Regions from separate parts of the Gossypium arboreum genome. Here region 1 is linked to region 2. A link is a contact called in public Hi-C data. All regions are on one chromosome and are shown on one strand. Each heading gives the region's core, a stretch centred on a gene start, on an enhancer-like site or on the middle of the called end of the contact. The rest is flanking DNA. Distances are from core to core; before and after follow the strand shown. Region 1 holds the start of LOC108459813 (BTB/POZ domain-containing protein At3g22104-like). Region 2 has its middle 34 kb from the start of LOC108459044.

Region 1 (4,908 bases), core at 977-3,476, 190 kb after region 2:
TTCACCTATTCCATTAAAAATCTAAATATAACTCAGAAATAAATAATTAATCATTCAAAATCATAAAACACAAGGAAAAATGTCATGTAATAAATATAAATTACATGATGCAGAAAAATCAAGTTTCAAATGACCTTATCTTTTATCTTCAAATTGCCAAGAATGGTTACATAAACATAGAAGCATCTATAAATTCAAAATTTGAGAGGATTTACTGAAGTATATTTGAGTTGTAACATCAAATAGGTAACCCCACCAAAGCAACTATGAACTAATCCATTATTGGGTGTTGGCTAAAGAATATATACTGCCAACTGCCGCGCACCCATTTGCCTCAGACTGAGACCGACTGTTGAAAACGACTCAACCTTGGAGAAAAAATAAAGGAAAACTCTTATCACACACACCTCAATGCTATACATACACAAGTGAAATAATTAAAAGACACAAAGTGGTATATGCAAAAATTTCGCTTTCATGAACAGAGTCTAGGCAGGGGTCTTGCATTACTATGGGTTAATACTTTGGCTTTCATGATTTTGGCCATTTGGGTCTGCATTTTCTTACACACTTTCTCCAATTCCATCACCCTCCATTGCATCCCTTGTAATTGTGCTCTGAGCTTTTCATTGTAAACTACAACTTGTTCCCTGCCCCTATCTTCCTTTGCGGTGAAATCCGTATAATGCTTGGCATTGTGCATGCCCTCAAGCAAGTTCTTAAGCTTCCATTGCTGTGAAATAAGAGCTTGCACTGCGCTTGTTGATGGGAATTTTGTGTTTTGAGAAAGGTGCATGCAGGCCTCACTAGAGAGCTTCTTATAGTTCAATCCACCACATATCTCCATTTTTTCTACTTCAGACAACCCTGTATGAACCTACTGAAAGCATATTTAATCCAAATGAACAAAAAAAAAAGAGAACATATATAAGGAACCTTTTATAAATGATATCAAAGTCTACCTCCAAATAAATGTCCATGGCATGGTACAATTCATCCCATGAGTCCCTGGAAGAATCCGGCAGGACCATTACCAAAGCTGAAAACTTGGATGATTTTAGGCAACGATCCGGAGCTACTTCTGTTATATAGAGATCTATCAAGCTAGCTACCTTTTTCATTCGTATCGGAGATAATTCCGAGCCTCCATCACGTAAAAATGCCTTGAGGAACCTAAGAACAAGGTTTACATCATACAGATAACTTCTCCCATATGATGGAATTAGGAGATTGTCTATTGTTGCTTGATCTAGTTGAGAACCTATCATACTCTCCAACTTGTTCCTGCAACTTTTGCTTATGTTGGAACGCAGCACCGGACGAAGAACGCCAAACAAACTCTTGCACGAAATAGAACTCGGATCAAGAGTGTAAAGCATATCGATCACAATTTCTAGAACTTCACGTTTCTCATCCGATGAGGCCGTATAAAACTTCGACTTCTGGTAATAAAAGAGGAAACCACTGACGATAACATGATTGTACCCCCGAGACACCATAGATTTCACCAGCATTTCAATCAAATTGGGATTCAATGCCGAAAGGTCTTCGAACCACCAAGTTGCTCGAAATAGGCCGTTTTTCGAGCTCTGGGTACTCCTAGTATTGAACGAAATCCGAAGCCCTGAGCTATCTGGAGAAGAAGTAGATGCACAAGGGGTTACTTCACTAGCCATGGCAAGCCTCCCAACAAGTGAATCCAAGCATTTCTCAAGTATACCAGAAGAGGTAGCAGTCCGCGGTGAATCTTGGTAATGCTTCAAAGCAACCAAAAGATCAGACCATGTCCAAAAACTGAGCTCATCAATGGAGTCCTTGGTTTTTTGTAATAGATTACAGTTCCCTGCCCCTGAGACAGAAATGTTCATCTCCATGGATTCAACAGCAGAAACTATGGCAATACAACAACAATGGACAAATTATTAAAGAAAACATAAAAAGTCTAGCAATGATAAAAATTAGGATTCCATTTGATGCTACCTAACCAGACTCTTGGTTTGTCCTCAAGCATCCTTGTCGGCATATACCGGGGTATCAGCAATGGAATAGGATCCTCCATCCCGAATTCAAATAATCCAAAAACAAGAATGAACCAAGAAAAGAGTAAAAAGGAGGACCAGAAATGAAGATGTCAATTGTAACAGTAATCCATGTCTAGTGCTATGAAAGCAACCCTTAGTCCTTTCCCAGAATCACCCAAAACTACACCAATAAATAAGGAAAAAAAATGGGCAAAAGTCTTGAACAAAGAGAGAACGGGAAAAAAAGGGAATATCTACTTATATGACCCACATGTAGATGGGAAATTAAATGATAATGGTACAGAAGAAGATAGTATCTATAGATTCCACATTTCTGAAAAGGCAAGAATCAAAAGAATATAAATATGATAGATTATGAATCACAATCACCCCAAACATTTATTCCCAATTTTAGTTCAAGCAATCAAGCATTATAAATAATTGAATCAAATCAGGAAAATGGCGAATCAAACATTTTGTTTTTCCTCCAATTATGATAATCACAAGTATCGTTTTGACTTTTGTGATAAGAAATATTGTGCAATATCCTATATTTTATTAGAATATACTTAGAGGCGTGATCAAGAGAATTTAGAAATGTACTAAAAAAATGGTGTAAGAGGTCAGACCGAACGAGACGTTCAAAGCTACAGTAATATAATGATTTTTTTGATTTGCTGGCTTTACTTGTCTCTTGTTCCCTGTTTCTCGCTGCCAGTATCTAGACCCGTGCATGGGGTTGACAAAGATATCCTTAAAATCCAAGTTAATTTATATTTTTAATCAATGCCACTATTTAAACATTGGAGTGAAAGTTACAAGATAATTAGGCACTAATTCAATTAAAAATTACGAGGATGTCTTTCATAATATTATTAGAAGGTATATTAATCTTTTCACTTTCTAAATAATCAATAAAAATATGCATAAATAAGAAGAATTAAACCCCACATCAAATATATTAATAAAATATTTAATTTACCACTTAACTAAAACTTTATTTTAATATTTCCCTACATTTTATTTTTATTGTCCATATTTTATTACCTCCTTTAGTTTTATATCTATACTATTAATAAAACTTCGATTGAATTGATGTCAATACCAACTCGATTAAGAAATTATGGAAATATCCTTCCATAATTAAAGTAAATTATATTATTTGAAGATATTTGAGTTTTTTATTTTAATATCGTACATATTCTTTATGTTACTATGATTAATTAGTTTTAGACTTTATTGCATCTTATTTTTAAATATATAATTGTATTTTAAATGTGTGGTAAGATTTTTGGAATATTTTATTTGATTTTTTAATTTATCATTTATCACGGGCATTAAGACGTTAGGTACAATTGTAATTATAGAAAATATAATTAGAATTAGAATTACTCAAAGTGGTGAGTTAGGGGAATAGGAATGGGCTTTCTTTCTCAAAATAGAAAATTATTCATTTAGTTCTTCTAAAATTGGTTAAACTTTAAGTTAATCTAATAATAAAATTGTATTTTGACATACTAAATATAAAAATTCAATCTTGACCCTCTAAGTATGAAAAGGTTATAATTTAAACCTTTGAGAAATTGTAAGATTTTATGTTAATATAAAGATAAAATTATATTTTAGCTCTCTTAAAAATTATAATTCAAATTTTTCAAAAGTATAAAGAATGTATCTGTATTCTCGTAAATCATAAGGTTACAACTATTAAATATTTACACAACTCCGGCTCAATTAATTCATAACAGAAAACCTAACTTTTCTAACTGCTTCAACAGCCTATAACTCTTTCTACACTCCCCCTCAAGTTGGAGGTGTAAAAATATTTTTTAACCCCAACTTGGAAGTCAGATGACAATGCTGTTGTGACCTCAAAGCTTTCGTCATAATATCTGCCAGTTGATCTGCTGTTGACACATGTTCAGTAGCTATAAGCCATTCTTGTATCTTTTCTCTTATAAAATGATAGTCAATTTCTATGTCCTTAGTCCTCTCATGATACATAAGGTTTTCTGCTATTTGTGTAACACCCCTCACCAGTATCCAATACCGGGACAGGGCTCGAGGCATTACCAGACTTTAAACATTCATAAACATACAAAATCGGGTCACCAAATTTCGCCCAAAATTAAAACTTCTAGAACATACACATATCGTCCATTATACAGGCCATTGAGGCCTATAACCTACATTAAGGCAGTTCGGGACAAAATCGAAAACATTTGGTAAACTTTGGACAACTTAATAAATTTCTAGCTTTGGATTGTCACACGCTCATGTAGGTGGACCGTGTGGACTCACACGCTTGTATGACTTGGGGCACGTCCATGCCCTTAGCCCGTGGGAAACACTGACTTTTAAACACGGCCATGGCACACGCCCATGCTGCTTGTCCGTGTTCAATACTGACTTTGGGACACGGCTATGGCACACGCCCGTGTGACCTACCCATGTCCTATACTAACTTAAAATTTTAAGTGTAGGGGACACACGACCATAGCACACACCCGTGGGAGGGAACCGTGTGTCACACACGGCCTAGACACACGCCCGTGTGTCCAACCATGTGGACCATAATAGGCTATTTTCCAAGCCTTAAGTCACCCCTTTCTATTCCTTATACCATTATACTATGCTTACTAACTTATAAATTAAACATCCATGTTCAGGGCATTAACAACTTATTACCATATCACACATTTATTCCATGGTCATGACCACCTCGAATGGTCCTAAGGAATTCACCATGTACATATGCCATATACTTCTTATACATAGTGAACAAGCCTAATCACATCCCCACATCACAAGACATTTACACATATCATGGATGAATAGGCTTACAAGCCAAAATCATTATAAGCCACATCTCATGGCCACATACAAC
Region 2 (4,915 bases), core at 1,668-4,167:
CTCTTATCTTGAGATAATAAAAAGGTCATATCTTGTAAATTAGGATACATCTCAACTCTTCGAGAATAAGCTTGCTCTTTATTTTAATTACTATTTAAATCTCATGTGTTTTAATTTCAAAAGGAATGTCCGGTTATCTAGGTTTAAAGAGAAAGCCGAACCTCGTAAGTTAGGATACGACTTTTCGAATCTCTAAATACAGAATATTGCCTTAATTTTATAATTTTCTTTTTTTATGCATCGTGCGAGAAACGAACGTAACACTTAAAACGATATGCATGTTACCTATTCGAGGATAATATACACATGGATAAATGCTTAAACTTAATGTATGATATAGTGACAAATAAATAATATAAGATTGTCATGTGGGTAGAATATTTATATTAGAATGATAAATATCAAATAAATGGATAACTACTATAATAATAATGTAAATATAGCAATAATAAGAATACAAATTCATGGCATTAACAACAAAACAAATAAACTTAAAAAAAAACGAAAGGTGCTTAATGAAAAGAAAGTATAAGTAATATCAAATTTAAATATTTAAAAAGTAAAAGAATAATAAATAAATAAATAGATAGATAAAATTGATATACGTAATATTAAATTTAAGTATTTAAGAAGTAAAAGAATATTAAACAAATAAATAAATCGATAAAACAAATATAAATAATATTAAATTTAAGTGTTTAAAAAGTAAAAGAATAATAAACGAATAAATAAATCGATAAAACAAATATAAAAGATGAAATTAATTGAATTAAAATTTAAACGGAATTAAAGGTATAAAGCATAATAAATTAAATAATAAAACCGAATAAGGACTAAAATTAAATACGCGTAAAGGAAGAGGGACTAACTGGGAAATTATTCTCTATCCCAAAACGCGTCATTCCTTAAGGGACCGAATCGAAACAAAATTAAAATCATAGGGTATAAATTAAAAAACAAAAAATGACTGGATTGAAAAATAATTAAAAAGTGAAAGGCCAGAAGGCGCAATTAGGCCCCCTTTAAAAAACACGCAAATCTTGATGGGTCAAGTTGGGTCAGCTAAAAACTACGCCGTTTTGGCGTCTGAGCAATAAGCCTAAAACGACGCCGTTTTAATGGACTATAAAAGTAAAAAAAAAAAGTTTAAAAACTCTTTTTTGCATCTATTTTTTAAAAAAAAAAACCTTAAAAACCCTTTTTTTTTTTCTCTCAATTTTCTTGAATCCGGCCTATGTCGACGAATGTCTACCGCGACTGCCATCAGTTGCCAACAACAACTTCGCTATTCCTGGTTGTCGATTTTTTTTTTTTGCCTTTTTTCAATCTTTTAAAAAAAAACCTATAACCCAAATCTAAGCCATATATCTTTTGAAATTAAAAAAAAAAAGAGAGAGAGAAGAAAATGCAAAGGAAAAAAAAACTTTTGGTCTCGCCGTTTTCATTGGACCTTCACAGAACCCTAATGAGTTTTAAGACATTCGAGGCGTCAGCAGTAATCCTCGATGGCAGCAGAAGGTGGATCGACAAGTGAAAAATCCCTTTTTATATGTTTTTTTTTTTACTTTCCAAAATGAAACAAAAATAAATTACCTTTTTGCTCAATATTTTGTATTCAATATGTGTATATTTTTTTCTTTATGTGTATATTTATTCTTCGTGCGTAAAAAATTACATTGGTTGTGATTTTTATAGGCAATTTACATACTATATTTTACTATTATTTTTTGCTATTGTTTAGCCACTATTCTTAACTGTTTCTTATAGGTAGTGGTTGATGGTGACATGCAGTTGGTGGTGATAAGCTAGGAGCAGCGGCGACTAGAGTTAGGGTGCACAGCACTAGCTAGGGTTTCTTTTTCTTGTTTTTTTCCCTAAATATTGTTTAAATTTTGGGTCATTTGGGTTATTAAAGTTTTCTGATTTAGACTTGTAATTATAATAGACTTGGACCGTTTTTTATTATTTATTATTTTTATTTTAATTTTATTTATTATTTTTTAGTATTTAGGTTTCGAGCCCGGACTAAATTGGCCATTACAAGCTAAATACTTTTCAAATTTTGATTTTTTAAGCGCAAAGACTAGGGAATCTGTCATCCTACACTTGGAAAAGCATTTGGGCAACGAGTGGATTGTTACAGGAGGGGATGTGTTGGAACGTTGGTACGAATAAGATTTTAATAGCTTAGGATGCATGGATACCCACGGCAGTCAATTACAAACTAAGTAGTAGTATCAATAATAACAATATATCTATGATTGCGGAGTTGATTGATAACAATAGCAGAGAATGGAAAATAGAGGTTATTGCCAATACCTTCTCGGAAGCAGATGCGACCAGGATACAGTGAATCCCTTTGGCGAAGGCAAGACACAATGACATGTTGGAGAGGAGAGGTGAGCCATTAGGGGAAAAAACTATTACATAGTAGGTTTTTCAAATCCTAATGTTAATTATTTACAAACCAATTTTAGAGAATTTTACAAGAAATTGTACAACCTAAAACTCCCGACTAAAATCAAAATTACAATCTGGAGGATCTCTTCTAATTTCATTCCTACTCTATCAAATGTGTTACAAGGGATTAGTGGCCACCAGGTGTAGAGGGGCAGATGAGACTCTGGACCATACATTTCGAGAGTGCCCTATAATAGTGAAAGTGTGGACAATATTAAATTTCACATGGGTTTTGACAAAGGCAAGATTTGGACAGTATTGAGTGGCTTGCCTGGGTTGCCAAAGAAAGCTCAACGTTCCAACCAAGGCTATTCTGTCGTGCTTTATGGGCTCTTTGGACTGATAGAAACAAGAGAGTGCATGCAAGGAATGCTGCGGGAGAGGTTCTGGTATCAAGATCGATTTTGCATGATGATATCGGGTTTGTGTCTGCAGCAAAGGCCCTTGCGTTCTCATGGGCAGTGCAAACGGGGGTGGAAATGGCTCTCCCTAGTTTTGCTGCGCGAAAAATGGGGGATGAATGGCTAAGAGAACTCGATTGAGTTGAAGCTTGCGCAGAAAAGGTCCTTAGAGAGAAGAACGTTAAAAATGGTGAAGTGAAGATAAGGAAATGCGTTCTTTGGGAACTGAAACTGACAAACTTGAAACGTGATATGCATTGATGGGAATGGGTGTCAGTTAACAGTTTTGATTGGGCTGAGTTTTCTTTAATTAATTTTGACTTGGTTGTTGGGGTGTTTAGTTTTACTCTTAAAGGCTTAGGGTCGGACTGTTTTGCCTTGGGCTGAACTTTTGTCTTTGGGTTAGTTTTATATAATTAATAAAAGCCCAGTCTGATATTATTTCAAAAAAAAATTCTTATTTTGAAAAAAAAATTTAAAACTCTAAATTTTCCCCTAAATTTATTTTTTGTTGCATTTTTCAAATCCGATTTTTCAACAATAGGGTAGGAACTTTTTCTGATAAATTGAAATTGCATTGCATTTATAAGCATTTGTATTGCTGAAAATGTCGAGATATTATGATAATGAGTTAATTTAAAATATCGAAATTTCGAGTTGCTATTCAAATTGTGTTTATCGTTTGAACATTGAGATATTATGTTGATGAAAATGATTGGATTTTCTAATATTCTATATTTTTAATTTATTGTGATTTATTCTATGAACTGATATTTTGTATGCTTTGTCTACTATTTGCACCAATTTTCTTGTGGTGAAACTCATATTGATTTTCATAGCTCATTTCCTTTTTTATTTTTCCATCTTTACAGATAACCCACCAGATTAGGATGTATACGCAACATTTGGAAGGTCTAGGCTCGATTTTATTTATTAAAATATTTTTAAGTTACTTTTTAATATTTTATTATTACCTAAAGACTGTACTATTTTATTTTGAAATTGTATCGCTTTATTCGAATTGTGGCATAAGATTTAGTATTCAGGTTTTATTTGAGGCATGCATGACATTTAAATCATTTAAATTATTAGAATATTAATATTTATTTAATTATGTATGGAACATGGTTTCCTTTGAAAATCACGTTAATATCACTTTTCCGCAGTGAAGTTGTAAATGTGTTATGTTAAGTACATAATTTAGAAAATTAAGTAAGTTTTCAAAGGTAAACACCGTAAAAAAGAAAATGTTAAACTTAACCCTTTTTTTTTAAAAACTTGCCATTGTTTATAAAAATGGAAAAAAAATTCCTTCTAAAATAAATAAATAAATATTTTAAATTGATTGTTTTATAAACTTTTGTTGTACTAGCCATCTAGGTGGCCGATGTAATCTCTCAAATTCGGGTTTAACATCTAGGCCAAGTTAGGGAGGTTATAGGCAAAATCTTGGTAGACAAATGGAGTTGTTATATAGAGGGTTGACTGTAAAATTGATTTAATATTTTTCACATTAAGTAAGAAGTAGCTACCTATCAATATATCTTATTCAATACTTTTTGTTGAAACATTTATATTAAATAAAAATTTAAAATGATTATCAAACATATTTAAAATATTAAATCTTGAAAATTTTCATCTTCAATGAAATGAAAATTTTTAATAGTTTATAAACACACCCTTAGTTTTTCAATACTTAATTTTTCATACTTCAATTTTCAACACTTAATTTTTCACTTTATCAAACAACACCTAAGTCTTATTGAGCTAATTAAATTAAGCCAGAACTTTCTAATAATATAAACTAGTATGACTCACCCATGCTTCGCATTGGGTTGATTATTTGTTCGTGTCAAATTATAGAGTAAAAATTTAGAATTTAAAATTTAAAATATACTCTAAGCAAGGTTTTCAGAATTGTATAGATAGCCGAATCGGTCAGGCTATTGGTTCACACAATTCGATTAAACAAACCATTAAAATCATAAAAATAAATAATATTAAAAAATCAATTCAACCAGTTTATTTTAGTTCTCGGGTCAACCGGTTTAATG

The links. Hi-C and Micro-C count contacts between places; a contact is called where the count stands out from the background.
Region 1: a contact with region 2 is called in a Hi-C map of leaf, with 2.1 times the contacts expected there. The contact joins the promoter of LOC108459813 here to the enhancer-like site in region 2. A contact is called at or near these places in 2 of 5 Hi-C or Micro-C datasets (both in leaf).

Annotation. Positions count from the first base shown.
Region 1 is chr4:115,889,893-115,894,800 of ASM2569848v2, forward strand. It overlaps LOC108459813 (BTB/POZ domain-containing protein At3g22104-like), which reads right to left and starts at 2,227. Exons shown (of 3, transcript XM_017759212.2): 1 at 1,981-2,227; 2 at 963-1,891; 3 at 120-877. The coding sequence starts at 2,059. The coding sequence ends at 476.
Region 2 is chr4:115,700,479-115,705,393 of ASM2569848v2, forward strand. No RefSeq gene overlaps it. Among protein-coding and RNA genes, the nearest start is that of LOC108459044, 34 kb to the right of the region's middle. Within about 2 kb of position 2,918, at least 2 of the 2 cell types and tissues checked have an H3K27ac peak or open chromatin away from gene starts, as enhancers often do. A contact at or near this core is called in leaf, where this site is marked.